Regions from separate parts of the Capsicum annuum genome. Here region 1 is linked to region 2. Evidence: chromatin contacts called from public Hi-C data. All regions are on one chromosome and are shown on one strand. Each heading gives the region's core, a stretch centred on a gene start, on an enhancer-like site or on the middle of the called end of the contact. The rest is flanking DNA. Distances are from core to core; before and after follow the strand shown.

Region 1 (5,187 bases), core at 2,062-4,561, 760 kb after region 2:
TTCTTTTGGCTATTTCTCCGCATCTTTTTAGGTTTGTCTGTCCCCAAATGAGCAGGTTCATTGTTATTATTGTCATCGTGGACATTGATTTCTTGTCCATGTCTTTTTGCTTTAGGTTTACGGACATGAGCCTCATTGTCAATGGACTGAGGATGTTCTGATATGACAGTAGAACCTTGGGAAGTAAACTTCGCAGACTTGCTCCGATTCGCTACTTCCACCAAACAGTTCAAAGGCTTCCACAAATCAACTTTACTTTTCCACTGGTCCATGCCATTCTCTGTTTCATTATCGGGAGTGGGTTGGCCAAATAGCTCAACACTAGAAGAATTCTGCAAAAGAAGCATGATTAAGTGTAACAAGAATATCCACCTATATACGCTTGACATCAACCACGGAAAAGATTTCAACGAAGCCTTACATGAGGCACCACACCACCAAGAATATTACTTTACCTGCTTAATGTTCTGAGTAAACTTGTTCAAAGTCTCAGGTGAACTAGCGCTATGCAGCTGATCTTCTGCGGAACTTTCATCTTTCTTGACAGGTTTCTCAACAGAAAATGTGGAGCCTCGTAATAATTTTCTTGCCACTGATTTTGATCTTCTTCCTGTTGTTCCAGTCTGTGTTGATACTCTTGGAGTACTGACCACTAGTGATGATAGTGATCTCTCTTTTCTCCTGATTGGAGGGGTAACTGAAGGCACAGGTTCAGGTGCCTGCGTTATTGAAGGCACAGCTTCAGGTGCCTGCACCTTTTGCCTCTTGTAAGGGAATATCTTTGCTCTTATATCTTGCAGAGTATGATCTGGCCTGAAATGAAAAGAAAAAAAAAAGAAAGATTTAGATGGGGTATGGCGGAGTTACAACAACATACCCAGTATATTCCCACCAAGTGAGGTATGGCAGAGTTAACCAACAGAAAAAAAAAAGATACATCAGTCACTTTGAACGTGTCCCATTAGTAACAATGGGATCATCTATTTATCCATCTCTTGACTGGAGCAGGTTTGGAAAAGTATCTTGGAATATCTAGGGTTGGGCCAAAAGGGTCTCTTAACACCTTCTTTTTCTTCGAGTTATTTACAAAGACTAAGGTTCAAAAGAACATCATATAGCAACCAAGCAAATACTATGCGCTAAAATGCATGTATGCACACCCAGAATCAGCAAAACTCATGCTATCTAATGAAGCATCTCTGTGAGCCTAGCCTAAGGAAAACGGTAAAATCTTTCACACCTGAAGTTGCTACCTGATATCTTTCACACAATACACCTCTAACTTTTTGTTGCACATCAAACTTCAGAGGGACAGCAAAACATGGCCAAAGTGTCATATTTACTAGAGGTTCCATGTGGTTGAACAAAATGCAAAAGCAAAACTAGAACTATCTACATCAATATGTCAACTGACAATTAAGCCCATTTTTGCATGTTAGGATTAACAAAAAAAAAGTGAAAAGGAGTGAGACTAAAAATATATGACCTCAATTTCTCTAATGGGATACAACCCAAGTCAATCTTGCATATTGGACAGCATTCCGTTTCTTCATCAGAGAGCTTCTTATGGATGCATTTCCTGCAAACTGGGTGAATTTCAGAAACAATATTAGCACAAAAAAAAAAGATCATCTTTTCTTGAAACAACAGAAGCTAGTGTCAGTACAGCCCAAACCAGAAGAATGTAATAAATTTTAATTCATTCATCAAAACGTGATAATTAATGCGATAATATACACTGGGAAATCAAAGCATGCTCCTTACTGTATGATCACAAAGAAAATAATTTTCTAGAAATGATTGCAAGAGATATTGCATGAAAATAAGTCATGTGCCACTTGACCACATATTATTGCAGCTCAATTATATATGTTCAACCAAGCATCAAGCATTTATCTTGAACAGAAAATTTCCATAAAATTGGCAACTGTTGATCATCTAATTCATTACCATTGAGTAAATAAGCGAAACTCATTTAAATGAAATCAATCAAACAGCTGACTAGTTCCATTTAGTTGATCATAAAACCAAGATATTGACCAAATGTACTGTTTGAAAGACTCATATAATTGTATACGCATAGCAGAATGGAAACACCCATCTGATGGTACACTATCAAAGATTAATACGATAATATACACTATTTAGGGAAAACAACGCATGCTCCTCGCTATACAATCACAAAAAATAATAATTTTCTAGAAATGATTGCATAAATGACACATATATTTCATTTGAATTTTCCAAATGAATAGTTATACAGCTCAATTATACATGGTGAACAAGCATCAGGCTTTTATCTACTTGAACAGAAAACTTCCATATAAAATCAGAAACTGTTGATCATTTAATTCATTACCACTGTGTAAATACGCAAAACCCATTTAAGTTAAATCAATCAAACATGTAACTAGTTCCATTTAGTTGATCATAAACCAAGAATATTGACCAAATGTACTGTTCGAAACAACCTATAATCGTTCGAATACTGCGCGCAGCAGACAAACAGGCACTGTATACGCAATTCTCTAAACTTTTTAAACTACCTAAAACCTCTAAGCACATAGAGAACACCATGTTGTGACCGTATCAAAGATTAATCCAGCTAAATTACAGTAAACAAAACAAACCCAGATCGAAAATTCAAAATTCAAATATCTCACATTGACCAAAAATGAAAAACCCATTGCATATCAAAATTATACTCACATGTATGAAGACATTCGGAAATAGTCGTAGCGTCTCTGAATAGCTTATGACAAAGAGGGCATGTAATGCATGCCGCAATTTTATCTCTCTTGACTTTCACAACTTGATTCGGCATTTCCTCTCTATCAATTATATCCGTAATTCCGAACAACCTGTTTGAATTACAATGAAAATCCAGCTGCCGTTACAGCTCAAACCCCACGTAACTCAACCAGTGCATGCTACACACACGCAGAATTTACGTCCATTGAATTCAGTCATTCACCCCTCTGCATTAAACCCAAAAACAGAACCAGCAATCATCAAGCATAACACAACACAGAAGGAGTAGTGTGAATCTGGGTCAAAAAGTTTGGAAATTTGAGTAAATGGGTCGATTTAATTTGGGAAAAGGGGAGATGGGTTGGTGATAGATTGGGTAGTGGGGAAGGGTAAGGTGGGTGGGGGGTGGGTGTCGACGATGATCTTGTACTGTTTCTTCTTCTTCGTATTATTGTTGTGTATGTGTGTTGGGTTATTTGGGAGTTGAAATCGAGAAAGTAAGCTTCACAATGGCGTCAACAAAATACAATACTTTTCCCTACTTCTTTAATTATTTCGGATTTATTACACCTTTTCTATTTTTACTGAGGTGTACTAGTATTAAAGTTTTTTTTACTTCTACTATATTTATTCTTTGTTTTTAAATAAGTGTTGTTTAAAACTTATTTTCTACATAATCAAGAATTTATTCATAATCTTTTTAATACTTCCTTCGCCTTTTCTACTCATCCCAGATTTTTTAATTTAATTTCTCATTTTACTTATAATTTTTTATTAATCAAGATAAAATATTTTCTTTTTCTTTTTTATCCTTAATATTTATTATGTTTCTCCAAATTAAAATATAAATATCATTTAATAGGGGTATTATGATAAAATTGTCATGTTATTAATTTTTTTCTTAATCAATATATAATGTCAAATTGGGATGAGTAAAATAAAATAAATGGAGTATGTTTTTAGAACAGATAAAACTAGGATAAATTTGATAAAATTACTTTTAATTTTGTGTGACCAAGTCAAACACATATTTATAAATGAAGGGATTATTATTTTTCTATTTTATAGATGCAATAGTATTTTATTTATTTTTGCTTGTGTGGTCATTTCTTCCTAAATAAGTGATGATTTTTTTTTCCAGATAAGTGATTCTTTAGATAATCAATGACTTATTATTCTTTTTCTATTTAATACTTATTTCAAATACGTTACTTGTTACGATTGTTGTATTTTTACTCATAAGGATATAGTATTGATTTTTTTTTTTTTTACTTCCACACTCCTTTATTCTATAAGTGATTTTTAATTGTTTTTTTTTTTTCTAAATAAGTGATATTCAATATAATTAAATATTTATTGTATTTTTTATTGAATACTTAATACTCATTTCAGACATAGTACCTATTATTGTTTTTCTATTTTTACGGATGTAGTATTAATTTTTCTTTTAATTACATACTCCCTATTTCAAATTAAGTGATATTTTAATATTTTGTTATTATGTATCTAAATTAGTGACATTCTGGATAATCAAGGGATACTAATAATTTTTAAAAAAAATTCTTTTAAATAACGAGAATTTTATATAATCAAGAAGCTAAAGAATTATATTTTCTTCAAAATATTTAACAAGGACAAATTAATAAAAATATATTTTTAATTCTTTAGGAACAAAGTTTCTTGAAAGGTATGTCGAAACTAAAAACAACACTTATTTAGAAATAGAGAGAGTGTAATAGCTTCTAAAAAGTACATTTTGTTTTAAAAAAGATTACCAGGCTCGCGGGGGGAGGGGGGAGGGAGGTTAAAATGTGCCGGTAGTGCTAAAACAAAGGGCCTAATTGTACGTGGATGTGCATGTTAGACAAGACGAGCTACTTAAATTCCTAATCGAATATAGAATTTGAACTTGAAAATTTGAGTTATTTTAAGTTATAATTTTAAAATTTGAAATCATGATCTGGACATATATTCTGCTTTAAAAACCATGAAAATTTCGTGACCAAAGCCTCAAAAGTTGATGATTTTGGGGGACTTTGAAAAAAAAAATGAAGGCAAATTTATAAAATCCTTTTCAAAATCTATGGTCAAAGCTATTTAAAGACAGATTTATAAAATCTGATTCAAATCTATGGGTGATACTTGAAGATAAATCTTCAAAAAATGATTTAAAGTTATGGTCAAACAAATATTTGAAGATAAACTTTTAAATCTAATTCAAAATTATGACCAAAAAAATATTTAACGATAAATTTTAAAAATCTAATAAAAGATCTATAATCAAATCTTATTCTCTGTCCTTAATTGAGAATTTTTTTTTAAGAAAACAAAGTAAACCTCTAAAGTTGATCTTCGACAATGTTAAAAACTTGAAAATATTTGAAGATCAAATTTTTAAAATCTGAATAAATTTTACAGCTAAAAAAAGATTTGAAG
Region 2 (5,946 bases), core at 2,236-4,735:
AACTCCGTTAGGATCTAAATTGTATTTAAACAGCTTTCACTCATTACCAATTTGAGACTTGAATAGACTGTCTTTCCTCTTCTTATGTGTTTTGTTCATCTGTTAAACATCAACAAAGGCCACCCATCCAGGACATGGAAAATGAAGTTCAGAATAAGTGAAAATTAAGCTAGTTTACCTGATTCCGAAGGGTTTCAACCGTCGTGTCCTGGCAATCTAATGCATGGACATGTTCCAGATTTGGGCATTGGAGTAACAATCTTTCTGTAAGGTGAAATTTATTTAAGTCAATTAAAGAGAAAATGCTCCATATTCCTAAAGCTCAAAGGCTAAAGAGGAACATCAAAGAGCAAACCTGGATTCAGATTTATACAAGAGTTCAGGTTCAAATCATTAAGTTCTGGGCAATTTAGATATAACCCCTGCGTGAAAGTTTCAGTCAGCTAAACCCAGCAATTCAATGAGGAAATTTTAGATGCTTTTGAGTGAAGAATCTCACATCTAAGGCAGAGCATCCCCATAAGCTGAGTTTCTTCAGGCAGGTATGCTTAATAATCAGTTTTTGATATATAAGGTGCAGTTTACTATTGGGTGTTCTTTGTAACTGGAGGTCATTATTTTCCTGAGTTGTTGGATTGTCCAAATCAGGATCACTTATGGTCATGCCGCAGTCCAGGAGCTCCAGATTAGGCAACTGAGCTGCAGCAAATTGAATGCCACCTAAAAGAATCCAACAGAAATTGCAAAGCATTTAGAGAACAACAAGTTGCTGACTTGGATAATCAAGGAAGCAGATCTGAATATTACTTGAAGTGATATTTGGACAAAGAGCAAGGAGAAGTTTAGATAATGTCTCAGGATATTCATTGCATATCATTCCAACGCCACTATCGCTAATACTAGACCTGTGACAAGAAACATCAAGAGAAAATGCAATAATCAAGATGCATTCCATTAAATTTGCTAGTTTCAAGAACCTCAAAACGAAAGGGGCTGGAAGTAAAACACACCCACTCAAATCAAGCAACTCAAGGCTTGAGTAGCTTGAAGCAATAGCTGCAACAGATGCATCAGTTATTTCTGACCCCAGTACAAGAGAGAGCATCCGTAACCCCCTGAGGTTCAAGGTAGTAAAAACAATTACGAGCTTTATTCAAAAAAAGGTAAAGAGAAATTCATAAATGATCAAACTGGATGAACATTGCAAACCTTAGATGTGCTGCTGTTAAAGCAAGCACTACAGCATGAGTTAGGCGGATGGAAGCAATATGAATGTTCTGGAGTCTTGGGCAGCTCCTTCCAAGACCATCCACCATGAGAGTAAGATCAGTAGTATCATTTTCTTGCCGAGAAAAATCCAGGGAAATATCCATCAAGTTGGGGCAGTTAAAGACCTACAGAGATAAACACACATCATGTATAGGCTTGCAGCCCAGAAAAAAGTGAAAAAAGTACCACAACATCATACAGTAGTACCATCTTAGCATGGCAATAGAGATCTGAAAGCAAAAGAGTTGAAAGACTGGTTGAACAAAGAGTAAAACCCCCAAGATAAGAGCAGCCTTCCATCTTGAGATTAGTAAGGCATCTTTTCTCGGCAACAAAACGACCCAACTCATCCCTGCAGCATGTAGAGATTGCATTAATTCACCAACTATATGTGAACCTATATTAAAGAAATACTAGGAAAGGCCACACTCAAACTAGTTAGGGGGCTTTAACTAAGTCAGATGAATTTATCAACGCCTCCAATTAGGATGCCAAATAAATGGCTATGGGGGGAAAACTTTTATGAAGAATTAATGCATTACATCAATTCCCTAGATTCCAGCAACTGTGATTTACAGAAGAAGTGTTTTAACCTAACATACTCCTCTCCCTCCCAAACTCATAGTTGATTGAACTCAATGTATTGCTCCATTGGCTACTAAGACTTATGGTAAAAGAAACCTAGAGAAACCAAACAAAGCATATTTCTTGAGCGTGATCAAGGAACAGTAAGTTTCACTTGGGCGATTTAATCATAATTAAAACTATTCTTTATGATGTAATAATGATTTGTAGCAGTTGACTAAATAGATAGTAGATAAAATAGCTGCACAAAAATAACTAGTTTAGAACAACAAGAAAATCCTAGCATAACATACATATATGTAAGTAAAGAGCAAATTACATAGCTAAAGCATACCCAGTTATCCGATTGACTGAGGTATCAGAAGTAAGTATCTCCATTGAATCCAGTTTAGGACAGGAAAATGCAATGCAGGCCAGCAAGGTAGCATCAATGTCACTGTAAAAACATACACTATCAGCAACGATCATCCAATTGAACAGTGTATCTACACAACATCATTTTCCTCAAATCTAACCTAGTAGCCCAAATAAACTTTGCATTGTATACTTATTAGCACTAATTTTTGAAGCATTTAAGTTGTGTACACTAACAACAATTTAAGTTCACGTTCACGAGTAATGATCGGGTCAGTGGCGGAGGCAAGATTTTCACCAAGGGAATTTGAAATAGATTCTCAATTTGCGTCAAGGGGGTTCAATATATGCTATACATACACATAAATATCATATTTGACCTTATATATACAATGTACTCTCCCAACGATGAACCTTTTCGCCACCCTGGATGGGGCAAATCAAATGTTAACAGATTGAAGTTTTAGTTTTTGTTCTTTATTTTTGGTTGTTAAATAGAAAAGTTGAGTCCTTTATGTTTAGTTTCTATATCTGATCCACCATTATTCTTTCAAAGAACTAACCTTTCCATTCTAAGAGAAAGCTTAACAAGCCCTGGACATTTCTTTAACACCGACCCGACAAGTCCAATCTGGGCATTAACCGGAACCCGAAGTCTAAGCTCCACAGCAGACTTCCAGATCCTTCTAGAAGTTTCCCTCCACCCCTTACAAACCCTAGCCGATGTAAGCAACGCCGGAGGCGGCAATCTCTTAAACACTTCCCATAAACAACTCCCTGTCAACTTCCCATTCCCCGACCCGGACCCAACTAGATCCGATTCGCTATCAGGGTCGTCATCAGATCCAGGTGGATTACTAACATCAATGTCATCAAATGAAAGTGCTCGCCGGAGCTGCGGCAGTACATGGCGTTTCTCCGTCGGTGGCGGCGGCAGCGGCGGAGGAAGAGGAGGAGGAGGACGAAGGATGGTGACTGGTTTAGGAATGGGAGGATTATCAATAGGATTGAGGTTCTTAGGGAAATTACAAACGTGTCCTTTCTTCGGTACACCGCAACGGCCACAAGTGTAGCCACCACGCTTCTTGCCGCGCTTCGGGAGAACAACCTCCGATGTAGGAGTGGCGATGTGAGGGTGGGTACGCCGGCGCTGCATCGAAATCCCTCCGACGATCGTTAATCGGAATCTTCACGCCGGCGAGGGGTAAAATGGTAAAATGCGTTGCCTACTTTGGTGTAGGTGAAAAAGGATGAGGTAAGAGATGTGAGTTGAAATAAAAAGGTGGGAGAATGGCGCGGGAGTTTTGTTTATTTTCGCGCCTACCTTTTTAAATTTACTATTTTTTTTTCATTAACTTTCTAATTTTGGCAATCAAAAATTAATTTTTAACTGTCTGGATTTTTTTAAATTTTCATCACTTTCTTTTGCAAAGTCAAACAATATGTAGTATTTCACATTGATATGAAAAAAGTTATAACTTATAATACTTTTTTTAGTTTTTTAATATATTAAATTAATTTTATCTAATTTGCTTTTGAAAATAAATTAACTTGATTTTTGAAGAGCAAAACTTATTTTAAAATGGAAAAAGTAGTGTATGAAAGCATATGAAATGACGATTATTATTTAATTTGATAATCGTAGGAAAAAATACATAAATTTGTATCTAGTTATATGTGTTAAATTTTAATATTAGCAAAGAAAATTTTGATTTTTAAAACTATCATTGTTGAAAGTAAAGATAAAAAACAAATGAATTTTTGGTAGAACAAGTACTTTGACCAAATTAGTTGATGTCATTGAAAATTTTCAAAGACAGAGAAATTAATAATTAACAAAGCGAAAAATCAGGAAATTTATTTACTATGGAGTCATAATATACAAAGTGTTTAATACTATTAAAATACAGAAAATCATTCCATCAATAATATTATTATCCTACACAATTTAACATCATAAGTTAACTTTTAATATTGAGTTAGATATAAAGATTATTCTCCATAATTCAACATCATGAATTAATTTCCAAAATTGAGTTAGATATAAAATCTATCCTCCATAATTCAACATCATAAATTAACTTCTAAAATTGTAAAGTTTATTCTTCATTATTTTACATCATAAGTTAATTTCTAAAATTAAATTAAATATAAAGTCTACCCTCCATATAATTTAACACCATAAATTAATTTCTAAAATTGAGTTAGATATGAAATATATCCTTCATAATTTGACACCATAAGTTCACTTCTAAAATTGAATTAGATATAAAAATTATCCTCCATAATTTAGTCAAATATAAAATCTACCTTCCAATAATTTAACATCATGAGTTAATTTTTAAATACTATCAAAAGTTAACTTCTAAAATTGTGTCAAGTGGAAAATCTGTCCTCCATAATTTAGTTAGATATAAAGTCTATCCTCGGTAATTTAACTTCTCAAATTAAATTAGATATAAGGTCTATTTTCTCAATAAAAATAACTTCAAAATAGCCAGGAAGAAAATGAGTACCACAATTAGCATTCCAAGAAGTTCATAGATACACAACATCAATACATTCAGTAGTCATGATTATTTTACACAATTGTCAATCAAAAAGAGCCTAGTAGAGATAAAATTTTCTCAAACCTCACTTATGTACTACGATGGAATAATGTTGTTGATTATTTTACACAACTAAGAATATACTTAAAATATAAGGTCAAAGGGACAATCCAGAATCTTCATCCTCATCAAGGCTAGAAGTATAAACAGTGTAAAGAGACCAAATCAAACCAAAAACTCCAAAAAGGATCCAACCAAGAAGGTTATTGCTTAACCCAAATGGAAGCCCAGTTCCTTCTGTGCTCATTCTCTCATCCACTAGTGCCATTGCTGGTGAGCTAATTGACATAGTTGCTGCACATGCTGCGGCTATCAATGATCCACACATTCCTAATTTTGACTCTTCCTTTACTTGCTCTCTTTCCATTGAACATTTCACCTTTCCCATATTCGTTGGCAACCCTGCAAAAGTAACTTTAACAGTATAATTTTTTGATGAAGATGTTCATTTGTACTTAAACTTCGATCATATATCTCTCACATCAATTTATAATATGGACTTTGTATTATTCGTATGAACTCCTAGATCCACGACGCACATGAGCATTTTTAAATCAATGCATTCCTTCTTGAACTTATTTAATGATCTGATGATATCTAATTAATCTGAGAAAAGAAGATTCAATTTCCTTTTTCGGATTAATATTTAATTAAGACTTTCAGGTGATTCAAATAGATTAAAGCCATTGATCATACTATAGGTTAGAGGCGAACCCAGGATTTAAGTTTGACGGGTGCACCTCTATATTTAAATATAGTAATTAACAGTGTCAAAGTTCGACATACATTTCTTTGAAAACTTATTAATTATAATATTTTATAAGCAAAATTTTGATATTATTGAATATCATTAATTAGATTTAATATGAAAAAAATGTGTTATTCACCTATTTAAATTCAATGTATTTTTATATTTTGAACAATAATAGAAAGTTTTTGAAAAATATTAAATTCGTTAGATTTGTTTGCTAGATAGTTGCAACGGGTAACGTTTAATTTAAGCCTATCTCAAATTTTAAATTGCTAATTTTTTAAATAAAAAATAACTCAATGATCAAAAGATTAAAAGAAAATAAATATTATCAGTATAAGCTATGGAGAATATCTACCTTTTGAAATTGAAGAGAAG

What was found. Hi-C and Micro-C count contacts between places; a contact is called where the count stands out from the background.
Region 1: a contact with region 2 is called in a Hi-C map of leaf, with 4 times the contacts expected there. The contact joins the promoter of LOC107875286 here to the promoter of LOC107873770 in region 2. A contact is called at or near these places in 3 of 5 Hi-C or Micro-C datasets (leaf and pericarp).

What each region holds. Positions count from the first base shown.
Region 1 is chr6:228,053,727-228,058,913 of UCD10Xv1.1, forward strand. LOC107875286 (E3 ubiquitin protein ligase DRIP2) reads right to left here and starts at 3,312. Exons shown (of 7, transcript XM_016721937.2): 1 at 2,710-3,312; 2 at 1,487-1,586; 3 at 456-813; 4 at 1-332. The coding sequence starts at 2,824.
Region 2 is chr6:227,292,561-227,298,506 of UCD10Xv1.1, forward strand. It overlaps LOC107873770 (F-box/LRR-repeat protein 17), which reads right to left and starts at 3,486. Exons shown (of 11, transcript XM_047414273.1): 1 at 2,772-3,486; 2 at 2,189-2,290; 3 at 1,477-1,621; 4 at 1,210-1,394; 5 at 1,011-1,115; 6 at 808-905; 7 at 500-720; 8 at 356-422; 9 at 179-264. The coding sequence starts at 3,364. It overlaps LOC107874570 (photosystem II reaction center W protein, chloroplastic), which reads right to left. Exons shown (of 2, transcript XM_016721333.2): 2 at 4,730-5,219. The coding sequence ends at 4,915.